Regions from separate parts of the Mus musculus genome. Here all the other regions are linked to region 1. Evidence: chromatin contacts called from public HiCAR-type and promoter capture Hi-C data. All regions are on one chromosome and are shown on one strand. The core of a region is the stretch at or near the end of the contact, and the rest is flanking DNA. Distances in the headings are between cores, read along the strand shown. Region 1 holds the start of Tusc3 (tumor suppressor candidate 3). Region 2 holds the start of Lonrf1 (LON peptidase N-terminal domain and ring finger 1). Region 3 holds the start of Pcm1 (pericentriolar material 1). Region 4 holds the start of AI429214 (expressed sequence AI429214).

Region 1 (5,941 bases), core at 1,191-3,690:
TCAAATCATGTTTCCCCCAATCTTTACACTTACGCACACTGTGTGTGTGTGTGTGTGTGTGTGTGTGTGTGTGTGTGTGTGTGTGTGTGAAAGCGTGTGCATGTTCATGTGTGGTGTAGATGTGCCAAAGCCTATATGTCTTGAGATCAAAGGACAGTTAGTTATAGGAGTTGGTATTCTCCACCATGACAGTTCTGGAAATGGAATTCAAATCATCATCTCTGATGGCAAACGCCTCCACCTGCTGGACCATCTCAACGGCTCCTAATCTTTTCCTTTTAGAAAATACCTTGTCTAACCAATGTTCTAAGGATTTTTAAGGAAAGGAGATATGTACTTTAGGTTTAACTGTTAAATCATTTTACATATTGAAATAGTCTCATGATTGCAGGTGCTAACTATCAGTGAACCTGTAAACTTTCTAATATCTTTCCCTACAGCTTATAATGTGGCTTTGGTGACACTGTTGGATGTGGAAAACGTCACAAACGCCATGAATGTCATCATCGGTTACCACTGCCCTCTGCTTTGTATATCACAGCAGTCCCCCCCACCCCAAAAAATAAAATAATAAGTGAAATGCTACAAACCTACTACCTTTCTCATGAACTGAATTTAAGACTCTGAAAAATATGTACAAGACACAAAGTGCTGGAAAAACCTAACTAGTTTGTGGTGGAAGTTCGATTTCAAGTTAACAGTAGGGCTTCTCCAACTTCTTATCAAAATACCAAGAATTTTGTACAAAAAAAAAAAAAGTTAGCGGGGGAAGAGGAGGAAGAGGAAGAGGAGGGGGAAGAGGAAGAAGAGGAGGAGGAGGAAGAAGAGGAGGGGGAGGGGGAAGAGGAGGAGGAGGAGGAAGAGGAGGAATAGGAAAAGGAGGAGGAGGAGGAGGAGGAGGAGGAGGAGGAGGAGGAGGAGGAGGAGGAGGAGAAAAAATCTCAAGGTGGGGGGAGGGGGCCAGGAAAGGCAATTGTGAATACTGAGGTGGTTTCAAGCAAAGCTGATGAGAGAGAGCACTGAAGAAGGCTCAGCTGTTAGAGCACTAGCTTCTCTTCCAGAAGGCCTGGTTTCAATTCCCAGCACCCACATGATAGCTCACAACCCGCTGTGACTCCAGTTCCAGGGGATCAGATTCCTCCTAGGACACCTACCCAAGTGGTGCACAAATCACACACATTAACATTTCATTTCTTTTTAATTAATGAAGGAAAATGATTACAATGTGCGCTCACTCACTCCCTACCCTACTGATAAGAAATTCTGATAATAAACTGAACCAGATTCTTTTTTATGAGCCTCGTGACTTGTGTAATTTCAACAGAAAAACCCATCTTCAACCGTATAAACAAAATACTCTTACCAAACTGGTCTACAATTAAAAATCCTACTCAATTCCAAAGCAAATGCTTTTGTGAAGCGAACAGACCAGATTAATTCTGCACAACTGAGCTCGAATTATTCTACCACCCACTTAGATTCGTCAAATCTCAGCCTTGGCCCTAGAGATAGGTTGAAATTGAAATCAGGTGACCCAAACTTCCCAAATAAATATGCATAGTGTAAAAGCTAAAAATAAAAATGCGACTGTTCTCTTGATCACACACTGAGGTTGAACACAGACATAAGCATTCAGTTAGTTCTACAAGGGTATTATTAGGAATACAGAATGAATAACACGCTCAATGTGACGTCTTAACATAAAGAAGAGCAGAATAATGGGTAAATAGTTCCTCTGTGCTTGCAAGTACTCCCCTTAGGGTATTTTCACACCCAGCAAGCCCTTTAGGAACACCAGCATCCAAAGTCCGGCCTACACCTGAGGCACACAGCACAGCTAGGGTCTCAGAAGCACCAGCTTTCAGACTTCAGCTCACACTTTCAGGATGTAGGAGTAGGGTCACCCTCAGCACTCACAACCCGTGGCGCCCAAGGGACACGCCCAACCCGCTCCCGCCCACGTAGCTCCCGCCCCCGGGGCGCCCACGTCCCCGCTGCCTAGCAACGCGGCGGGGCTTCCTAGCAACGCGACAAACTCCAGCCCTCCCCCGCCCGGAGGCGACCGCCCGAGGGATCCAGCCTACCTCCTTTTTCTTCTGTCCGCCCCCGAGCTGGATGCAGAGCAGCAGCAGCAAGAGGAGGAAGGGAAAGCTACCAGTAGGCAGGTAGCGCAACCGGCGGCCCGCCTGTCTCCGGCGTGAAGGAGCGGCCCTGGCACTCATGGCCGCAGGGCTGTGTCTCCTCCACGCGCGGTAGCCGTGCGCGCCCAGCTCCTACCGTGCCCGCGCCCGCCAGGCCAGTCGCCAGCAGCCTCTCCTGGCCAAGGCCTCGGGGTGGCAGCGGCTTCTCCAGGGAGCTGGGTGGAGGCTAAGGACGCGGAGGAGGAGGAGACTGACAGCGCATCCGGTTCACCAGGAGAGGGACAAGAATGGCGCGGGATGGAGCAGGAAGTGGGCGTGGCGAGAAAGCGGCTCTGTGCGCGCGCGTCTCCGCTGCTCTCTCCGGGGCTTCCTGTGTGCAAGCATCAAGAAGTAACCCCTTGCTTTCACCTCTGACCCAACGCTGGGCTGCCCACTAAGCACACAGGGCACAGGAGTGTGCAATGAGCCCGTTGAGCCAACCTGCCATCTGGATCAGGAGGACATCCCGCTGCCTTCTTGCACCAGAAGGTTCCCATCACTTTAATAAGTTGCTAGGGACCCCTATATGTATTCTCTTGAGGTCCTTACCACACTTGAAACACAACATAGTTGCCTGGATGTACATGAGTGTTCTACACTTTGCCCCGGGGTTTCTTCCACCTCCCATCAGGGCCCTTAGAAGCCAACCTGGCTAGAAGCTATTCATTCACTATTCATGAAGTTAGCAGCATTGCTCTAGAAACTAACAACATTTTTCTATTCAAAAATGAATAGAGCGTAATAAAGGCATCTTGTAACTGCATTGTTTCCTCTACCTAAAGATTTTTTTCTCTTGTACGATAAACACCTTTGATAGTCTGATGAAAAACCTAAAGACATTGAAAGTACTTTTAACTGCATAAATTATACACACACCCATATATATTTATGTATATATATATATAATTATTAAGGAATCCATTATAAAGCAAATATTCACATTGAAATAATTCACTTTGCTAACCAACAAATACTTGTAGTGGGGAGATATTAGACAATATTGTAAATATGAGAAACAATAGTTAAATGCTAGACATGACAAAAGGTCACAAAAGTGCAGGGGCATAGCTAATAAGTCACATGAGAGTCAAACAGTGCTCACAGATGGCATCTGACAGCAGTTTCAATCTTGTGATTTTTGATGTAGTGATCACAACATTCTATGTGACCTGTAGCAACTAGGCTATGATATGGCAAAGCCAGTTTCCATACAAAAGTAATAAATACTGCTGATTTGGCATAGTGTAGGATGAAAAAAAAAAGTTGTTCCACAACCACAGGAAATTTTAGTAAACATTTCATAGACACATTAACACTCAATATTTATGTGGTACAGCTAGAAAAAGATGAAGCAGCAATTCAAACTTTGGCAGTTCAGCCCTGTATCCATGCACATGCTACATCACCTTATTTAAAGTTTTATTTATTCTTATTGTATGTATATGAGTGTTTGCCTGCATATGTGTACGAAATGCACACCTGGTGTCTACAGAGGCCAGCAGAGGGTATCTAAGCACCTAGAACTGGAGTTACAGATGGTTGTAAGCCATCATGTGAAAATGCTAGCAATTTAACTCAGGTCTTCTAGAAGAGCAGCCTGTGCTCTTAGCCACTGATCCATCTCTTAACAGTTTTTTAAAGGAGATCATAAAACAACTCTTTTATGATTCTCAGGTTTTTTGTTTCCCAAAATTATCTGAACATTATGTTCATATAAGTTAGTTTATGGTTTTCTGTTTTCTGTTTTTTTTTTTTTTTCCATTTTGGTTTTTAGACAGGGTCTCACACTATAATCCTGGATATAACAAAGACTACCTTAAATCATCATTCTCTTGCCATTACCTTCCAGATACTGGAAATATAAACATATACCCATCATACCTGTACTGAGCACACTTCTTTAAAGAAAACTGATCTGGGCACCTTCACTGCCAGAGGACAGGTATCTGCCTGGCCTTGGAGGCCTTTGCCAGAGCATCTGCCGGAGACATCTTGGTTCCCGGATCCTCCCAAGACTAGTCTGCACAGGCTCCAGGCATCGGGACACCGTCCCTGCCAGAGGAGAGGTGTCCACCCCACCCAGGAGGGCTTTGCCTTAGCATCCACAGGAGCCATCTTCCTTCCCAGATCCCACCAAGACTAGTCTGCAGAGGTGAGAGTGTGGACTACAGAAGCTCACAGTTTCTGGGACAGGCCCTGTTTACAGCCTTTGTCTTCAGCCAGGAGGCAAATCCGAACAATATATATCTGTGCACCTTCTCTGCAAGAGGAGAGCTTGCCTGCAGAGAGTGCTCTAACCACTGAAACTCAGGAGAGAGCTAGTCTACCAGGTCTGCTGTTAGAGGCTAACAGAATCAGAAATACAGGAGAACACTGCTAAAGAGTTCCAAGTCCTTAACGAAAAAGAGGAAAACACATCCAAAAAGATGATGGAAATGAACAAAACCATACTAGGCCTAAAAAGGGAAGTGGACACAATAAAGAAAACCCAAAGTGATACAAAGCTGGAGATAGAAACCCTAGGAAAGAAATCTGGAACCACAGATGCGAGCATCAGAAACAGAATACAAGAGATAGAGAAGAGAGAATCTCAGGTGCAGAAGATTCCATAGAGAACATCAGCACAACAATAAAAGAAAATACAAAATGCAAAAAGATCCTAACTCAAAACATCCAGGAAATCCAGGACATAATGAGAAGACCAAACCTACGGATAATAGGAGCAGATGAGAATGAAGATTTTCAACTTAAAGGGCCAGCAAATATCTTCAACAAAATTATAGAAGAAAACTTCCCAAACCTAAAAAAAGAGATGCCCATGAACATACAAGAAGCCTACAGAACTCTAAATAGACTGGACCAGAAAAGAAATTCCTCCCGACACATATTAATCAGAACAACAAATGCACTAAATAAAGAAAGAATATTAAAAGCAGTAAGGGAAAAAGGTCAAGTAACATATAAAGGCAGGCCTATCAGAATTACACCAGATTTTTCACCAGAGACTATGAAAGCCAGAAGATCCTGTACAGATATTACACAGACACTAAGAGAACAGAAATGCCAGCCCAGACTACTATGTCCAGCCAAACTTTAAATTACCATAGATGGAGAAACCAAAGTATTCCTTGACAAAACCAAATTCACGCATTATCTTTCCACGAATCCAGCTCTTCAAAGGATAATAACAGAAAAATACCAATACAAGGAGAGAAACCAGGCCCTAGAAAAAGCAAGAAAGTAAATCCTTCAACAAACCTAAAAAAAGACAGCCAGAAAAACAGAATGCCAACTTTAACAACAAAAATAATAGGAAGCAACAATTACTTCTTCTTAATATCTCTTAATATCAATGGACCCAACTCCCCATTCAAAAGACATAGACTAACAGACTGCCTACAGAAACAGGACCCAACATTCTGCTGCTTACAGGAAACCCACCTCAGGGAAAAAGACAGACAGTACCTCAGAATGAAAGGCTGGAAAACAATTTTCCAAGCAAATAGTATGAAGAAACAAGCTGGAGTAGCCATCCCAATATCTAATAAAATCAACTTCCAACCCAAAGTCATCAAAAAAAGACAAGGAGGGGCACTTCATACACATCAAAGGTAAAATCTTCCAAGAGGAAATCTCAATTCTGAATATCTATGCTCCAAATACAAGGGCAGCCACATTCATGTAAGAAACTTTAGTAAAGCCCAAAGCACACATTGTACCTCATACAATAATGGAGACTTCAAAACACCACTTTCATCAAT
Region 2 (5,941 bases), core at 1,740-4,239, 2.8 Mb after region 1:
CGGTCATTCAGTTTTCTTTCTTTCTCTATGATAACGGGGAAAACAAATGCTAAGTTCACTGACTGTACAAATAGGAGGTTCAAATGTCCTCCTGCGTAGTGTGCAAGCAAACCATTGTGTCAATGTTATTCTTAACAGTCTAGCTATATCAGGACAAGGCATGGGGTGCGGCAGTGGGCAGGAGGGATAAGCAGGGAATGATGGTGATAAGCATTTTCCAAATTAGGAAACAGATACGCTTTTCTTCTGACTCTCTTACATAACTGATCTATTTTAGAAGACAACACTAAAAAAAAAAAAAAAAAAAGAAAGGCTGAAACGAAATACAAACCTCCTGATTTTACTACTTCATTAGCAAAGAATGACAAAAGGCAGTGATGCTACAGGAAGAAAGGAGAGAGCCCTTGAAGCCTGTCAGGCACCTCCTGCCCAGAGGCTGGCTTGCAGGACGCCCTCTTTTTTCCTCCCAGCCTGCTGGATGAGTCAGAGACCAAAGGCTAAGTTTTAGAAAATGAATGAAGGTACTAATTTCTCTCTCCCTTGAATTTAAGAGGCAGTTGCATCAAAGGGCATACCCTTTCTAGTGGCACAGAGAGACAGAAGAGTGACCTATTACAATGCTAGCGATTACAGTGCTGAGACTTCCTGATTCATCGGGGGAAGTTGTGCTGCATACAAAGGCCACAGTGGAAATACAGCCTCTTACATAAATAAGTTACATAAATGAGAGAGAACAGGTTATGTAAATGTATAAACCAGCAAACATGAATTATAACCATTTACAAATGCCATGGAGAGCAGGACACAGTTCCTCCTACCATCCCCTCCCTCCTTATTTTGTCATAACTGTGTCACTTCATTCCATGCCAGATTCGGGTGTATTTGTCATAGTCAGTAGGGAAAAAGACTGCAAAGGACAAGGCGATTCCTCATCTCATTTTCTGAGACACGCGTTTTTCTTTAGAGAGAAATCTCATAACAAACCTGATTTGAAACTGTAACTGAGAAGACCTATTTGTTTACCAATTTATTATTATACTTTGTCTAATCATGAATGCAGTTCATGAAATGTTTGCTAGGGCACAGTCTGGAAACTGCCTGGGCAAGAATGAAGTGTGCAAGTGAATAGTGTGTGTGTGTGTGTGTGTGTGTGTGTATGTGAGTGTGCCTGTGTGTGCATGTGCGTGTGTGCGTGTGCATGTGCATGTGTGTGTGTGCATGTGTTTGTGGTCGCACACATGGCAAGAATGAAGCATGCAAGTGAATCGTGTATGTGTGTGTGTGTGTGTGTGTGTGTGTGTGCATGTGCACTCGCACACACCCATATGTGTGTGCACGCGTGAATGCATTATACTGGTTAGATTTTTTTAAGTCTCCAGTGAGTGTCTCCGCATCTAACTCACATCATTGTTCTGCCTTGGCTATGGTTCCATGCTTGGGGGCTTGCCTAGAAGACAGGAGGACCCAGGCTTGATTCCAAAGCTACACATACAAGGTAAACACCATTGCCCATGTAACTTAGATTTAAGGTTCTCCTCATAACCAATTCTCCGTGCTCCCCAGATGAGAAGGAGGTGCTCCCTGCCTGGCTGCACCTTGCTTCCGGACTGTCTGGAACAGGAGCCCGGGATTTTGCTTTTGTTTTTAAGTCAACTCTTCTTTCTCTAGCCCTTTGTTCCTGTGCCCTCTTTCTTTTCTGAGGTTTGCTTATTGTGTAGCAGAAAGACGCTTTCAAACCTTTGTCACCTGTTCTGTGTAAGCAGGATCTCGTGTGTTTGCAGACCTCGTGTAAAAAAAATTGAAGAAAGATAACTGTTGATTAAACATTATATACGATATTATCACCGTGAGAAGATCTTAAAATCTCTTTGTAATACTGACTGTATGATTTCAGACAAATATATTTCCTTTCCTGTTACCAAGTATTTGAAAAAGAACCAAAAGCCTTAAATCTCTTCCTACATTTTCCACCCAGTACTCTGTAATCAAACCTATAAATATTTCCATTGAGAATATTAAACTGGATGCTGTCACATTTAAAGGAACTAGAATCCATTACATACGAGCCAAACTGTCTTCAGTCGACAAAGCTGCGGAATGCTTGCATTGTAGTGATCTGGTTTCTGCCACAGGGAAAATGTTTTTCTTCTATATTCTCATTTAAAAACCTTTAAGCAACTGTGGGTTCGTGTGTATGAAGGTTGTGGAGCCCATCTGAGGAACCTGGAGACTTTCACTCTCTAAGGTGTGCTTTGTTTATTTAATAGTTTAATGGGGGGGGTTGGTGTATTGCACTTTTTAAATTAAAATTTAAAGGTCACTCACAAAGTATCGGGCTTCTTTTGGACAGTTCATTTCTTCGTTTGAACTCTTAATAAACTTTATCACAAGTCAGCACTAACCAAAGGAAGTGGTCTCTGGACGTGGAATGTGTGTGTGTATAAAGTTGGCAGATTTCAGTTTTAAGTCTCAAAGTAATCACACCGTGCATTCACAATCCCTTTGCCTGTTCTGGCCGGCCGTAACCCAGGGCATCTAGACCCACCCAAAGTTTCCTTTCTATGGCCAGGAGGAGTCGGAGTACCTACTCAGGTGCTGCAGGTTTGGGGTCACAGCACTGCTGGTGCACATACGAACTGCACAGCGCCCAAGTTATAGGCCTGGGGATGGACCTCGGTTACAAGAGGTGTCAGCTCGAAGGCCGCCCAGGAGACTTCGGGCTTTGTTCAGTCACGAGCCAAGCCCTCCTCGTCAGAGAAGCCAATTAGATCCCCGCTGGGGATCATCTGATCTCACGTCCCTCTCCAGGAGGGGCTCAGAAAGGGCGGGACCAGCCGGCCAGCTCTGGTGAACTAGGAGGCCGGCCGCATGTCGGGAGGCCGGGCGCAGAAGCCAAGGCCCGCCCCGCTCCGCCTCGCTAAGCCTCGCCCCTCCTCTGTAGGCCCCGCCCCCAGGGGCTCCCCGGGCGCGCGCCGCCCCGCCATGTCCGCGCGCCACGCCCCCCTGCTCGCCGGCCGCGTGCGGAGCCGCGCGCCCCGGAGGTTCCCGGACCGTGGCGGCGGGCGGCGGCGGCAGAGCAGCCCTGTGCGGGCCATGTCTTCTCCGGCCGTGGCGAGGGCGTCCCCGGGCGGGAATCGGGAGGCGTCCGGCGGACCGCGGAGCCGGAACGGGCCGTGGGAAGTGGGCGGCGGCGGCGAGCGGTTGGAGCGCGCGGGCGCGGAGTCGGGGCGCTGGGAGCTTCTGCTCCGCCGCGGAGAGCTGCTGGCGCTGGGCGGCCACCTGAAGGGAGCGCTGGAGGCGTTCGCGGCTGCGCTGCGCCGCGGGGCCCCGGCCAGGCCCGAGCGCCTCGGGTCGCTAGTGGACTGCCTGGTGTTCAGCTACCGGCTCCGCCACGGGCTGCGCTGGAGCGCGGCACCCGCGGCGGGCGCGGCCGGGCTGCTCAGCTGCCTGAGCTGCCGGGGCTTCCTAAGCGAGCCGGTGACCGTGCCGTGCGGCCACAGCTACTGCCGCCGTTGCCTACGGAGGGAGCTGCGCGCCCGCTGCCGCCTGTGCCGGGACCGCCTGCCACCCGCCGCCGCCGCCTCGGAGGGGACCCCGCGGCCGCCGCCCCTGGCCGCCGCCATCGCCGACTTCCGAACCAGCGTCGTGCTCAACCACCTGGCGGAGAAGTGGTTCCCGGGCCAGCGCGAGCGCGCGCGGGCGGCCGGCCGCCTCGGGGAACTGCTGCACGAAGGGCGCTACCGGGAGGCCCTGGCCGCCGCCTGCGACGCCCTGCGAGCAGGTGATGCGGGGCTGCGGTGTGGGGCCGGGCGAGCGGGGATCACGAGTGTGGGAGGGGGCGGCGCCCCGGGGTGCTTCGGTCACGGTGGGGATCGCCTGGGAGCTGCAAGTGACGCGGCGCGGGGAGGGGCGCGGATGCGAGGTTCCCTCGTGCGCGCGCCCAGCGGGGACCTGGGGCCGCGGAGCTTGGGCGCGGGGTGGGTGGGGGCCGCAGGCTTCCCTCAGTACTCTGGCCGGGAGCCCCAGCCGGGGTGGGGGCGAGCATCCCCGGGCTTGGCGGGAGCTCGGGGGATACCGTGTCTACCTTGGTCGTGCACTAAAGTCACCGGGGCAATTAGAAGCCGCGGGAGGGCAGAATTGCATAAGCTGGGTGGGGGGGCGTTGTGTAACGGGTGACGTTCAGTGGGCGTGGCGGGAGCCCGGCGCGGGCACCGGCATCGGGAGGCCCAGCGACGGCCCAACTCCGAGTTGGTGGCCGGCTGCCCCCGAGGTGGTCACCTCTTCTTACCTGCAGGATCTCTTGCTCCTGGAACCTCCTCCACCTGCCTGTCTCATATCCTGCTTCCTCCGCCCTCTGTGCTGCTCCCTTGTACCCCTGGTGTTGGTAGAGAAGTAGCCTGTGTGAGGAGTTTGCCTTGCTCACAGTAGACCTGTGAGGGGAAGCTTTGTAGGTCTTTTGTTTATATTTTCATATCCAAGAAACAGCAGCTTGGTCCCGTCTCCTGCTTAGAGCTTAAGTTGGTTTTTAAGCTGGGGGGTAGGGGGAAGAGGGCCATGTAAACTTAGTAAACCCGAGAGTTCCTCTTTAGATCCTGGAATGTGGTTGTTCTCTACTGACTGGGGAGGGGACCTTATCTAGAAAAGCACGTAGAGACATCTTCGAATGGCCACCTCTTTTAGGAGTCCTGTCAGTACAGACATCTGGTGGCCCTTCCAAGGATGTCACTAAACATTCCTAGGCTCACAGCCGCCTATGTGAAAGACTGATCAGGCCCAAATGTCAACTTTATCATACATAGTTGGTCACCTGATGTTGGCCATGCTTTATGTCTGCTGCCTACCACGAGAAATTACTTATATGAAATCATTGACATTGGGAATTTTTAACTGATTTAAGTATTAGATAAGTTATAATCTTGTAACTGAAATTATTATCTTGACTCTTTTAGTCATCCTGAGCAAGTGACAGTAGCTTCAGGAATATCTTTCTGGCATGTTTTCATTGTCTCCCAGAAGCTTCATGAGCAAGCAGTAATAAACTAAGATGACAAACCCAGAACACTTTGGAGTCCACAGTTCTGCTGGGGGTGACTCTGGATATCTGGGTGAATAAAGTTGAGTGGGGGAGCTGGAGCCAACTGACCAGTCATCCAGTATCAGGCTGCGGTCAGACCTTAATGAGGAAGCAGAGACTGGACGGGTGACTTACCAACAGTCACTTGGGTGGTGGCTTGTCTGGACAGCTTAGACCCTCCACTTTCCAACCTTCTGTGCCCAGTATTGAGATTCTAGGGTCTACCGGGATATCATCTTGAACAGAAAAAGCTGGGAATGATGAATTCTTTTGTTTCCAAGCTTCACAGACCAAACGTGAGATTTGCTTACAAGCTGTGGAACCACCCCCTTTTCAGGACTTGGATGCAAGTCTCTTCTTGCCTTTCACTTTATTATGTTATTAGGTTTTTATTTTTCTTATTTGTAGGCTTGTCAAAAACCAGTAATTCTACACCTGATTGTGTATCTCAGCGATACTAAAGTGATAATATTTTTCCCTTGAATTCTTTGTGTGAGATAAAAGGAGAATAGTTATAGAGCCAAACATATTTGAGTTGGTAGAGGGCAATTGTATGTGGTTCATAATTTATGGGCATTAATAAGAGTAGGCGGATAGCTCCGGGGTAGCGTGCTTGCCTGGCACATGTAATGTTCTGCTCTGTATCCCTAACCTTCCGAACAAGCAACGCAGTCACTCTCAGAAATCTGTTTGTCCGCTTGTTAAGGTTAAGTTTTGTTTGTTGGTTTGGTTTGGTTTGGTTTGGTTTGGTTTTTTTTTTTTCTTTTGGAGTTGGTGAGTTATTATCTATGGAAGCATTTGAAAGGCATTTGTATCACTGCTCAACTCTAGTTATTAATGACACCGTCCTTTTTGGTAATGAAAAAA
Region 3 (5,941 bases), core at 1,088-3,587, 2.2 Mb before region 1:
TGCAGAACAATAATACATGCTAGGCAACTACTCGATCAATAAGCTAGCCCTAGCCATTTATCTTCTAGACAGCCTTCATGACTTCTTTTAACTTTAACTGAACTTACATCCCAATATGGCAAGGCTACTAACGTTCGAAGTAATTTCAGATAACTAAATCAATGCCTGTCAGTTGTTGGTATAACAAATTTAAGCAAGCAGAAAAGATCATGAAAGAAAGATAAAGCCAGATAAAGAATGTGGAAGGCCATAACTTGAGAGAAATGGACTTGGAAATTGAAGCTACCCAAATAATTGTCTTATGACAATTCAAACTCAAATGAGTTTAAAAAAAAAAATTAAAGACAAGGGACTCCCAGAAAGTACTACTGTATAAATCATCTTATTTAGCTAGTAGGAGCGGCACAGCTCTCAAAGGATGAAGATACACCAAAATGGCAGGTCAGAAGGCTGCACACCCAAAGTGTGTGCTTACTAAATAGACCCTTCAACCCTGCACCAGCTTTTAGACAGCATAGCCCAGTATAAAGTGTTCCCAACTTTAATACATATGAAACTAACACACTAAGGTGTCAAAAACAAATTTTCCCCATTTCAGAAATACCTTTCTGTTCCACGGTTCAAAGCAACTGTCTGCTTATTAAAATTTTAAAAACCCAGTAAATTCTTACACTTTATACTTAGAAAGAAAGCACTAAATTTATGACCTATCGTTTCAGATAATTAAAAATATGTAATTTATAAATAATTTTAAACTCAATTTACATTAACAAAGACGTTTAGATACCCCAAGTCTCTAAGATCCTTCCAAACGCTTTGGGTGTTAACACTCACTTTGGAATATAATGAAAATAGCCCGCAGCTGCCATCTAAAGACCCTTGAAGAAAATGTACTCTCCTGATTAAGTCATTAAATCCCTGTTACTCAAACTATTCAAGAACTTGTTACTCTCTTATTTTTTAAAAAAGCTTTAGGCATGAGAATTCTTTTTTTTTTTTTAACTACATTTACCGAGGTGTACCTTCAAGTGCGAAATTCGGTATTAACGACGCCAGCCAGTGGCCCTGACCAGGAAGGTGATAGGGAAAAGGCAGAAGCAGGTGCACAAAAAGCTCTTGAACACCGGCTCTAGTAACCAGAGAACACCGAAGGCGGGGTCTGGAAAGCGGTTATGGGGCGGGGGTAGGAGGCGGTAGGGGCACCCAGAAAGCCCGCTTCTTCTAAGCGCCAAAGCACGATCTGTCACCCGTAGTTCCCACACCAATCCTAATACCGCCATGAAAGAAAGGGGAGGAAAAAAACGTTTTGTGTTTTGTTTTGGGTTTGGACCAGGCTAGCGCGAGAGGAAAAGTTGGTTCACGCAGACGCCCCCACAGGGGGGCCGAACACCTAATCCTTAACAGCAGTCTCTGCAAAGCAAGCCAGGCTGCCAGAATCCCACTGGACATCTCGCTTCCCTCCCACCCACCCATCCCCAGTCTCCCCCTCGCCCCCCCACCACCCATTCTAGATGTAAAGAAACTGGATCTTCCCGAAGGGGTGAAGAAGGGGCAGTGGGAGGAGCGCGGAGAAGGATTATTAAATTAACATTTTCTTAGCGAAAAGAACCTACTAGCAGGAGTCAGGAACGCCTCCAGGGGCCTTCCTGCTCCAAGAATAAAAGGGACCGCAGAAAACTCCCGGGCCACAGACTCTCTGCACCCAGGAGGATCCGGGCCGCCCGGGACCCCTCCCAGGATGGAATTCGGCGGGTGGGCTGGGAGGGATGGCGGTCCCCGGGGCCTCGGGCCGCCAAGGCCAGTTTCTTTCGGAACTCATCACCCCGAACTACAAGGCAACCTTCCCCTCCACCCTGGAGGGGGGTGAAATCTCCAGCACCGGGCGAGCGGTCCTCACATGGGACGCCCCAAGATCGTGGAGGCGCCAGCCAGCGTCGTCCCAGACGCTCGCCAGAGCTAGCGTGTCAGTCGGCGCCGAGAGGAGCCGATGACAGCCTGGGGGTGGGGAAGGATCGCGCAGCCATGGGACCTCAGAGTTAAAACGGGCAGGCGTGGCCCCAGGCCGCTTCCAGCGCCGCGCCCGCCTCGAACCACCCTGTGCTCCGGCCCGCGGTGGCCCAGGGCCGCGTTACCTGGAAACGAAGCCGCCCCTCCTGCCAAGGGCCGAGTGGCGGTCGGCCGCCCCTCCAGGAGCCGCCGCCGGCAGCGGTTCTTCCTCCAAGACCGCGGAAGGGAGGCCCACAAATCCCCCTCGACTGCCCAAAGCCCCAATGGCCGCCTTCTCTACATTAGCTAACTAGGCGCCAACCGCCGCAGCCACCGCCATCTTAGGACCTCATTGTGGTGGGAGAAGAGTGGGGGGCGGGGGAACTGCAGAGGGGGGGGGGGGCGCAACGCTCCGCGAGACGAGCGCGGTCTCCTCGGCAACGGCTGCGCGGGGGCGAGAACTCGCCGGGGCTGGAGCCGCAGTGCGAACTCCGGGCGTGCGGTGACCTGAGTCACGTGACGCTCGGGCCTTCCGTGGAGTCACGTACCGCCCCTCTAGTCAGGAAAAGATTTGTGCAGACGAACAACCTGGGAACTACACATCCCAGAATGCCCACTCAACTGGGTAGCCAAAAGAAACGGAACTACAAATCCCAGTGTGCTGTGCGCCTGCCAGATGGCTCCGCTGTGTTTTTTAAGGCTTGAGGCCTGTGGGGTTTATAAGTGCTTTAGCTCACTGCAAGTCTCCGGGCGCTTTCTAATTTTCTGTGGAGGCATGAGCTTCCAGATGGAGACCGGAAGACTGGGAACCCTTGTAGTGCATTCCTACCCACTTTCCTATCACGAAGGATACTGATGAGCCTTTACAATCTAACCCCTAATTTTAGCAAGGATATTAAATCAGTATGTCATGTGTGCTTAGTCGGTGGAAGAATCATAAATAAGATTGTCAGTGGTCATTGCCACTTGGAACGCTGTCCCGCTACTTTGTTGGTAGAAAGAAGTAGTTGTAAACAGAGTTTAATCTTGTGAAATTTTCGCTGAACGGATAGTCTTTGAAATCCTGTTTAATTTATATTCTTGCTAACGGCTGTGTTAAGGTTAATAAATGGATAAATAGTGTCATAAAAACAGCACAAAACAAAACTTTTTTTTTTTAAGTTGCAAGGCTTTCAATATGCCAGGCTCCGAAGTTAAGACTACCTGTCGATTTTAGTTGCATGCATACACATTCTGTTTTTAGACAGCTTCTAAATGTCTAAAATAGGATTTTTTTAAATGTAAAATAATGTAATTGAGAAAGAATAGGTTTCTGTTTTTCCACAATAAATTGCTCCACACAATTACCAACAAATTGTTTACAAAACAAAATACTACAACTCTCTCAGAGCACCACGGTTCCTATCAACTAAACTCTTCCTGCCCAGGGCAATTTACTACTGTGTCCATAGCCTTCTGTATTCGTTTTTATCCTGTTTCTGAGGCAACGTCTCTTGTATCTCAGGCTGGCCTCAAATCTCTGACTTCAGATCCTTCTGCTTGTGGAATGCTGAAGTGTAGCATTCCACCTCAATGTAGCTTGTATACATAAAAACATACGATACCTTAAGGAAATGAATCAGTACACTGCTGGAAATCAAACCCAGGGTTTCATGCATGCTAGGCAAACATTCTGTCAACTGAGCTACACACCCAGCCGGGTAGTGGATATTGAACCTAGGGCTTTTCGACATGACATGCTAGGCAAGTACTCTACTACTGACCTATAATCTTTAGGCCTCTATTTTTCATTTGGATCTGAGTCTCACTAAGTTGCCTACACAGATCTCTCTCTCTCTCTCTCTCTCTCCCTCTCTCTCTCTCTCTCTCTCTCGTGTGTGTGTGTGTGTGTGTGTGACTAAGTTGCTTACACAGAACTCTCTGTGTCTCTCTGTCTGTGTGTGTGTGTGTGTGTGTGTGTGTGTGTGTGTGTGTGTGTCTCTGTGTGTGTGTGTGTGTGTGTGTGTGTTTTAAGAGGATATGATTCTCTTTCATTTTGGGAGAAGTGCAGGGTGAATCTTGGAGAACCTATGAAAAAGAGTTGAGGTATGTGAATATGATCAAAATACGTGACATGAAAATTGCAAAGAATAAAAATACTGCATATTTTTAAATAACTTTCCTCAAGCATCACTGGTCTTTTAGGGAAATATGGGGAGTGGGGGAAGCCTGAGATGCTGTAAAATTATCCTGACTTCCAAAAATGTAGCTTGTATATATAAAGACATACAATACCTTAGGAAATGAATCAGTTTGGTATTAATAATACCTGATTATGACAAAATAAATGATATGGGCAGAAAGCACTTTAGTAGTTGGGACAGGGGGAGTAGGGCTATATTATCTCAAAAATAATAGTAGCTCTAGGACTTCTATGGAAGATGAAATATGGTACAGCCATCTGTAAAAATGTGGGAAACAAAGAGGTTGGGTATTAAAATACATATGGGAACTGATTTTCAATATTTGGCATTTAGGAGACATATTGAACATATTTGTTGAAATACTCAGGAGTATGAATGGCAGGCTGATTGGAAGGAGATGGGTTATGCCAGGAATACATAGTACATTCCGAATTAGCACTGGCCAGCACAGAAACCAGGCTGGTGGAAGTAGAGATTCATGTGGGGTGAGGCACAGAGGAGGCTGAACAAGGTAAGACTGAGCAACAGGTTGGGTCCAAAGTATAGAAAGTCTTATTACCAATCTGAACAGATTGGACTTTGTTCTCCAGGGAATGTGTGAAAAACTTACGGGTTCTTGAGAAAGTCGGTTGGATGGTGTTTTGCTACCTCTTTTCTACCACCTCTTGTGGGTGGTGGGCTACAAGAACAGTTAAAGAATTTAAGAACCATCATTAAAAATAGGATTAAATTAAAGCTACACAAAGAGACTTTAGGAGAAGTATTGTTGTTTGGTTGGGTTTTTTGGCAGTTCTGGAGAGAAAACTAGTGCATTCCACATCCTAGGCCTGTGCAATGCGACGATGTGCAAGTCCCCAGCTCTTATTTTTCTTATTTTTTTTTTTTTACTTTATATTTTTTCTTTTTTTTATTACGTATTTTCCTCAATTACATTTCCAATGCTATCCCAAAAGTCCCCCACACACCCCCCCCACTCCCTTACCCACCCATTCCCATTTTTTGGCCCTGGGGTTCCCCTGTACTGGGGCATATAAAGTTTGCCTGACCAATGGGCCTCTCTTTCCAGCGATGGCCGACTAGGCCATCTTTTGATACATATGCAGCTAGAGTCAAGAGCTCTGGGGTACTGGTTAGTTCATAATATTGTTCCACCGATAGGGTTGCAGATCCCTTTAGCTCCTTGGATACTTTCTCTAGCTCCTCCATTGGGGGCCCTGTGATCCATCCAATAGCTGACTGTGAGCATCCACTTCTGTGTTTGCTAGGCTCCGGCCTAGTCTCACAAGAGACAGCTATATCATGGTCCTTGCAACAAAGGCTTGCTAGTGTATGAAATGGTGTCATCGTTTGGAGCTCTTATTTTTCTTTCCCTTTCCCATTCTTTCTTCTTTGTCAGGCTGGCCTCAAACTTACAATCGTCCTGTCCCTACCCTTTGTGTGTCAGGGGATTATGGGCATTGTCTTCTAGACTGAACATGAAATAGTTGAGAGTTTAACCTGGTGACCATGTTTAGCACAAACCAGGCAGAGGAGAAAAGGGAGTAATGGCAAGAAAAGGTGGTACCTAGTTTGGCGTTAGGGAGTAACTAAATGTATACAATTCAGTTTACTCGGGTTTCCATTAACATTAATCACAAGTTAGTCATCATGATGGGTAAAATACTACTTGTTAGGCTCCTGGCAGCAAGCATAACACAGTATTATTAATACTGCTAGGGATAGGTGCTTGCCCATGGGATGGGTCTCAAGTTGGGCCAGTTTTGGTTGGCCAC
Region 4 (5,941 bases), core at 892-3,391, 2.0 Mb after region 1:
GCCTAGCACAAAGTTCTCAAGTCTTCCCACAAAAGCCACCCCCACACACCCAAGCCAAAACATGGTCACATCTGTCACAGCAATGCCCTACTCTCTGGTATCGATTTCTGGTACCAATTGGTTGGGTTTCTGTTACTGGGGTGGGGTGGAGTGTGTATGTGTGTTGAATAAGCAAAACTAGCTTAGAGAAGAAACAGTTTTATTTAGTTAATAGGTTATTGTAGGTCATAGAGGGATGCAGAGACAGGAAGTGAAGGCAGAAACTTTTGGGCAAGGACTAAACAGAACGCATGGGGAAATGTGACTTACTGGCTTGCTTTCCATATCTTGCTGAGCTTGCCATGTTACACAGCCTGAGACTACCTGACTAAGGATGGCAGTGGCACAAACCCTCCCGCCTCAATCATTAAGGAAGTAAATGCTCCCTCAGAAATGCCTGGAGACCGGTGGAGAAAGGCAATTTCTCAGTTGAGGTTTCCTCTCCACAAGTGACTCTAGTTTTTGTCAAGTTGACAGAAACTAAATAGAATTCTGTCTTAAGGAAATTACTATTCAGTCGAGTACACAGGTACACAAGTCAAAATCCTAGTGCCTTTTCAAAGTTAGTCTCCACAGCCTCTTTATCACCAAAACCAGCCCTCATCGCTGCTTCCTAACTATCTTATATCTGTTTACTTCTTTCTCTCTGTACTGTCCACCACCACTCCAAACTACCATCATTCATATGTGTGTGTGTGTATAGAGAGAATACCACACACACACACATATACATACATATATATATATATATATATATATATATATATATATATATATATATTCCCCTAGATTACAAAAGTTTTGCAATTTCTCCAATTGTCTTCCATAATGTGAAAAATCTATTGGATTTAATGATTTAGACTTCAGTGAAGGAAGCAGAAGTAAATCTTACATTAGTTTCTAAATTTCCTCTATATGAGATGGTAATTACTCAAATCCACACCAGGTACATGTATGCACAACACATGTTATCACTAATCACCAATAGTCACCATCCCCTGGTTGGGCATAGTACATATCATCATTAGTAGTCAGCACCTCCTATCTGGTTGGACGTGTGAGTTGAGAATCATTAAAAAGACTTGTACAGTCTTCCTACACCTGCTTTGAATATGCCCGCCCAAAGCCGGAGCTTCCCTTCAGCATTTTCTCAGTCAGTCGCTTCCAGATGATCCTAGGATCATCTGAAAGCCTGGGGAAGCCCTGATGTGCTTCTCCAACACGGGTGAGAAAGTCTGTGGTATGAAGGTGTTCATCTATTTTCTCTTGGAGTAGTAGTGACTGCAGTAAAGTTTTCCTTCGTCTCAGGAAGTCAGACTGAGCCAGCTCTGCTCTTTTGCTATTACAGCTGGGACACTGCGAAGAAATGTGTTGCGTAATCGCCCCTATGTACGCCAGAGTCGCTCTCGTGTTTTCCAAATAGATTCTGTTCCACAGTTCATCAGGGATCGTACAATTGAAAGCATCTACCTCTGAGGTCTCTGCAATCCATCTGAGCTGCAGCCTTTTGGGTCTGTTGCTTTTCTTAGCTCTTAAATCCTGTCTCTGGTGAATCAAGTTTACTTTTTTAGTACAAAAAGACTGCAGGGCATCCAGTTCTTCTGCGGATTCCTTAGGGATTTCTGGTGGGAGTCTACGGTCGGGTTGAGATCTTTCAGAATGAATTTCTTTGCTCTTGAGATGGTTGATCCACATTTCACTCAGCTTATTTTCATCCTTCTGTAAGAGTGAAAGTTCTGACTGCTCGTCTTGCTCTTCCGAACTTGTAGTCGGCGTTTTGGTCTCGACTGGGCTCTCAGAGGTGTGTGAATAGGATTGTAATTCTCCAGAGAAGCTGATGGAACCAGAACTCAGTACCTCATCTGCACAGGACCCGGGGAACTCTTCTGAAACTTGAGTAGCACAGACGTCCGTCTGGGCCGGGCCTCCGTGCTCTTCTTTTGAGTCCTCCGGCTTCTGAGCAGGTGGCCACCCCATTGTCTCGGACTCAGTTCCTCATCTGCTTTGCTCTGGTCAAAAATGGGTCTGGAACCAGTAAAGAGGAGCCGACAGGGCACAATCTTTGGTGTAGTTGAGTGCCGCGAGCTTCTTCTTCCGGGTATGCCTTTCCTGGTTGACATGGCAACGCGGGCCGGTCATGCGCAGTGAGTGGTCTCCGGTATCCCGCCCCTTTCCTGTCTCTTGCAGGAGCCCGTTCAACAGCTTTTAATTCAGCCCTCAGGCTGCTGTGTGTAATTCAAGGGAAAAGGTCGCAAACCTTTCAGGTCAGACCAGGTGTTGAGCATACGTAAGTCCCATGGAGACAGACAGATGGCACTTGACAAAAGAGATAACGCGTCTTGCCGCAAAATTTCCACAAAAAGTGCTATCTGAAGTCCCCAGTAATACATACCTGTTTTAGAGCCAAGGGAGAAGCTGTTTGTAGATTTGCCTTAGAATAAAAATGGAAATACTCACAATATTCTCTAAGGTCTCTCCACAGTCTCTCAAGGCTCCTGAAAACCCTCGCAGATTCCTCAAAACCACAGTGTTAGGTGCTGTCCCTTCCAACTGCCAGATCCATACCTTCATCTCTAGATGTTGTGCTGTATGGCTATTACCACCTACAAGATGCTTTACACGGAGGGTTCGGGTGCATTTCCTGCATTCTGTATATCTGAGTCTCTGAGGATAAAGCCTAAAGATGCAGCCTGCTCAAGAAATCTGTTAGTGTGCTTAATACCACTTACAAAGGGACAGTGGGTTTTGTGACATGAGTAATTCCACTTTAAGAAAGTCTAAGTATCCTCCTATTTAATTTCAAACTCAAGCCCTTACCCAATGATACATCCCTCTAATACGGGGCTTTTAAAAGACATTGCCTCAGACCCAAATGCCATATAAAGGCACATGTTGAAAATCCTGATGATGACCCTAAAGCGCGCGCGCGCGCGCGCGCACACACACACACACACACACACACACTGGACTCTCAAATGCACTTTGTCTTCCTTCCCTGCATCCCTTCCGACACTGCCGACTCATCCTTGTGTGTCCTCACCCACTCCCTTACTTTGCCAAGGTCAATGGTCTGAAATATTCAAAGATAATCTGAGAAATTTGGTCAGCCTTCCTTTAAAGATAAGAACTTTCCAACTTCCTCATTTCGGCCAAATTAAAGAAAGCAGAAAGACAATTGTGGATCTAAGGGATTTCCAGCAGGATTCGTGTTTTTATTCTAAATTGTTTCAAAATCCTCCCTCATGCTCCCATTCATATTTCCATATAATTCATTTTTCTCCCCACCCCCAACAAGGAATGTGTCTTTAAAGTACATCCTCTAATAACGTCCATGTGCTAATACCCAGGCTCATCCAACTTCTATCTTTTAGCACTGTAAGTTTATCTGTTTTTTAAAAATAGCTTCATCTGTGACCAAAAAATATGAATAGGAAATTAATCAATTTTCTTTTCATAAAAGTAGCGAGATACTGTGGACAGTTTAACATTCTAGTAACTGCTGTTTAAGAAGAAAAATAGCTGCAGCATACTATCATGTTCAGATAATATTCATGAGGATAGAAGTCAAAGTTTGGACTTGAAAATAGAAGCTGTGATTTATGTGAATCACTGTCGACATTTCAAGTGTACTGCAGGGTGGAATTTCATGGTGTCTTTGTTTAAAACCCAAGTCCCTATTTGTTTCTTGTCTGTAAACTAAAGGTCAAATGCATCTACTGACTCCCATACCTGAGAGTCATTAGTGCTTAGTGTGCAGAGGTGAAGACATTGTGGAGCACTGGCAAAAGACATGCGGTGCTTCTTAGAGGATGGGAAGAAAAGTGTGAGCAAGAAGAACGCCGCAGATCACTTTTTTATTAATTGAATGTTTCAAGAGAGTGGCATGGTCAGAAAGCATGGAGGGGAAGAGGAGGAGGGAGTCCCATCTTCCCATTGGATCCCAAATTCTTTTCATACAAAAGTGAGAGACACAGATTACTTCCACTGGCTCGTCTAAATGTATGTTCAACCGGGATTCACAGGAGAAAAACACGGGAAGTCACATTCAACAGTTCTTGTTTTTAATTAGGATTAAAAAAAACAAACAAACCATGGAATTGACAGAAAATATGTATATACTTCCCAGAGAGTATAATGATAGCATTTCAGTGTCTCAACAATTGTATTACAAATTATTTATACTTAAGCTAACATATATCTACAAATTTCAGAATCCTTTCTTCTAGTTTATGCAAACAACTCTTAGTATTACATTTTCACTTCTTTGTGTTAATGTCATCTCCTTACAAGTTCTTATCTGAGTGGCTACAGAAAGTCATTAAATTGATAATATGTGGTATTCCAGACAGTCCTATATTTGTCAGTCTTCCTCAGGCAAATATTCAGTAAATGTTAAATTTCACCCTCTGTCTCTCCCCTTTCCCTCTTTCTCCTTCTTAAATAGGAAATATACAGTAAAGCCATGTTTCCCAGGCATTACACACATGGTATCTGTCACCCACATTTGCATACTGTCCATATCCACTAGCTTCACTAGAGATAATTTCAAATATTATAATTTATCGTCTAGTTTGGTATTGGAAAGATAAACCAGTATACATTGCTACATACTTTTTAGACTGTTTCCCTTTTAAAAATATATTGTGTGTGTTACCCTGAATCAACGTTCAGGTATCCTCCCTGGTTTCTCTCAGTAACTGCACGGTATCCTGTTATAAGAATGTACTATGTTTGAATGGGCAGTTTCTACTTATTCTTTGTGTCTCGGGAGACATGTATTGAAGATAATTCCCACTAGTGAGATTACTGTAGCACAGAGTAAAGATGCATGTGGGTTTCCAGCTGCCCTGGGTAAGGAGTATACCTTTGACATTTCAGCCAGAAACTATATAAAACTGCCTGTTCGGAGAGCGTGATTTATGGGCCATTTATTCATATTTGTGGGTCTTTGCTGATATATCTGAAATTATATCTTTTGTAATGTAAAATTGAACCTCTTTTGTTATTAGCGAAGTGGAACAGATTTTTATATAAATAAGGATCATTTAGATTTATTTTCAGTGTGCACTGCCTATTCATTTCTTTTATCTATTTTATTATAACACCTTCATCGTTACTTTCAATTATTTCAAAGCACTCAAACAACACTTTCTGTGTTGAAAATACTGTTCATTTTTCTGTGACATGAGTCCTAAGTGTTCTGTCAGTTTGCCTTACTCACGTATGTTGTTTGTGCCTTTAAAGGGATTCATTTTGTATGAAAAATTTTCAGTCCTTTCCCAACCGTTCTTAGATTGTAGTAGATTTTGATTGTATTGAAAGTGTCTTGTTTAACTGGCTTCCCTTTTGCTGGTGCACAGTCCTCCGAATTTTAACAGTGAGACACATGGAAGCACCCTTCAAACCCGGGTACAAACCATCTTGTTCCATCTCCTTTGTTTTCTCAGCTGGCCATGCTATCTGTAACAGTTTTTTTCCTATTGATTTTTTTCCTGTGAATTTTCAGATATACAATCACATTATGTGCAAATGACCACTTCTTTTTAGGCCCCTCAAGGCAGATTTGGTTGTGTTTGGGTGTTGGCTGTTGAATCCGAGTTCTCCAGCCTTTGAACAACAAGCTGTGCACCAGCTACTCGTCCCGCTCCCTTCATTTCTAATTCTGTTGTCTTCCTAATTGCATCTGTAATTACCTGAAAGGATAAGCCAATTATCTTTGAACTTAAAAGAGTCCTCATTTTCTAAATTAGATATTTGTCTTTGTCCAGATTGGTAGAGTACACAGACAACTTCTCATTGTTTAGAAATGGTTGGACATTAGATATATAAGTCAAGATGATAGGCATCAAACAAAGTTAGCCTCTGAAATACAATTGCAAAATTTTCGTATGTATAAGCGGAT

What was found. Promoter capture Hi-C pulls out the DNA fragments that hold promoters and counts their contacts. HiCAR-type assays count read pairs that join an accessible place to other places.
Region 2: a contact with region 1 is called in a HiCAR-type map of astrocytes, with 6 times the contacts expected there. The contact joins the promoter of Lonrf1 here to the promoter of Tusc3 in region 1. A contact is called at or near these places in 2 of 39 promoter capture datasets (hippocampal neurons and liver) and 2 of 115 datasets of contacts at active chromatin or transcription factors (astrocytes and embryonic forebrain).
Region 3: a contact with region 1 is called in a promoter capture Hi-C map of pre-B cells. The contact joins the promoter of Pcm1 here to the promoter of Tusc3 in region 1.
Region 4: a HiCAR-type map of astrocytes shows a contact between it and region 1, with 5 times the contacts expected there. The contact joins the promoter of AI429214 here to the promoter of Tusc3 in region 1. A contact is called at or near these places in 2 of 39 promoter capture datasets (hippocampal neurons and liver) and 1 of 115 datasets of contacts at active chromatin or transcription factors (astrocytes).

The regions. Positions count from the first base shown.
Region 1 is chr8:39,002,344-39,008,284 of GRCm38.p6, reverse strand. It overlaps Tusc3 (tumor suppressor candidate 3), which reads right to left and starts at 2,440. Exons shown (of 10, transcript NM_030254.4): 1 at 2,085-2,440. The coding sequence starts at 2,222.
Region 2 is chr8:36,246,407-36,252,347 of GRCm38.p6, reverse strand. It overlaps Lonrf1 (LON peptidase N-terminal domain and ring finger 1), which reads left to right and starts at 2,989. Exons shown (of 12, transcript NM_001081150.2): 1 at 2,989-3,781. The coding sequence starts at 3,094. Gm35712 (a long non-coding RNA gene) reads right to left here and starts at 4,442. Exons shown (of 4, transcript XR_870368.3): 1 at 4,289-4,442.
Region 3 is chr8:41,236,155-41,242,095 of GRCm38.p6, reverse strand. Pcm1 (pericentriolar material 1) reads right to left here and starts at 2,337. Exons shown (of 38, transcript NM_023662.3): 1 at 2,133-2,337.
Region 4 is chr8:36,989,775-36,995,715 of GRCm38.p6, reverse strand. It overlaps AI429214 (expressed sequence AI429214), which reads right to left and starts at 2,141. Exons shown (of 1, transcript NM_001039220.3): 1 at 183-2,141. The coding sequence starts at 2,016. The coding sequence ends at 1,135. All of the region lies in intron 2 of G630064G18Rik (RIKEN cDNA G630064G18 gene), which reads left to right.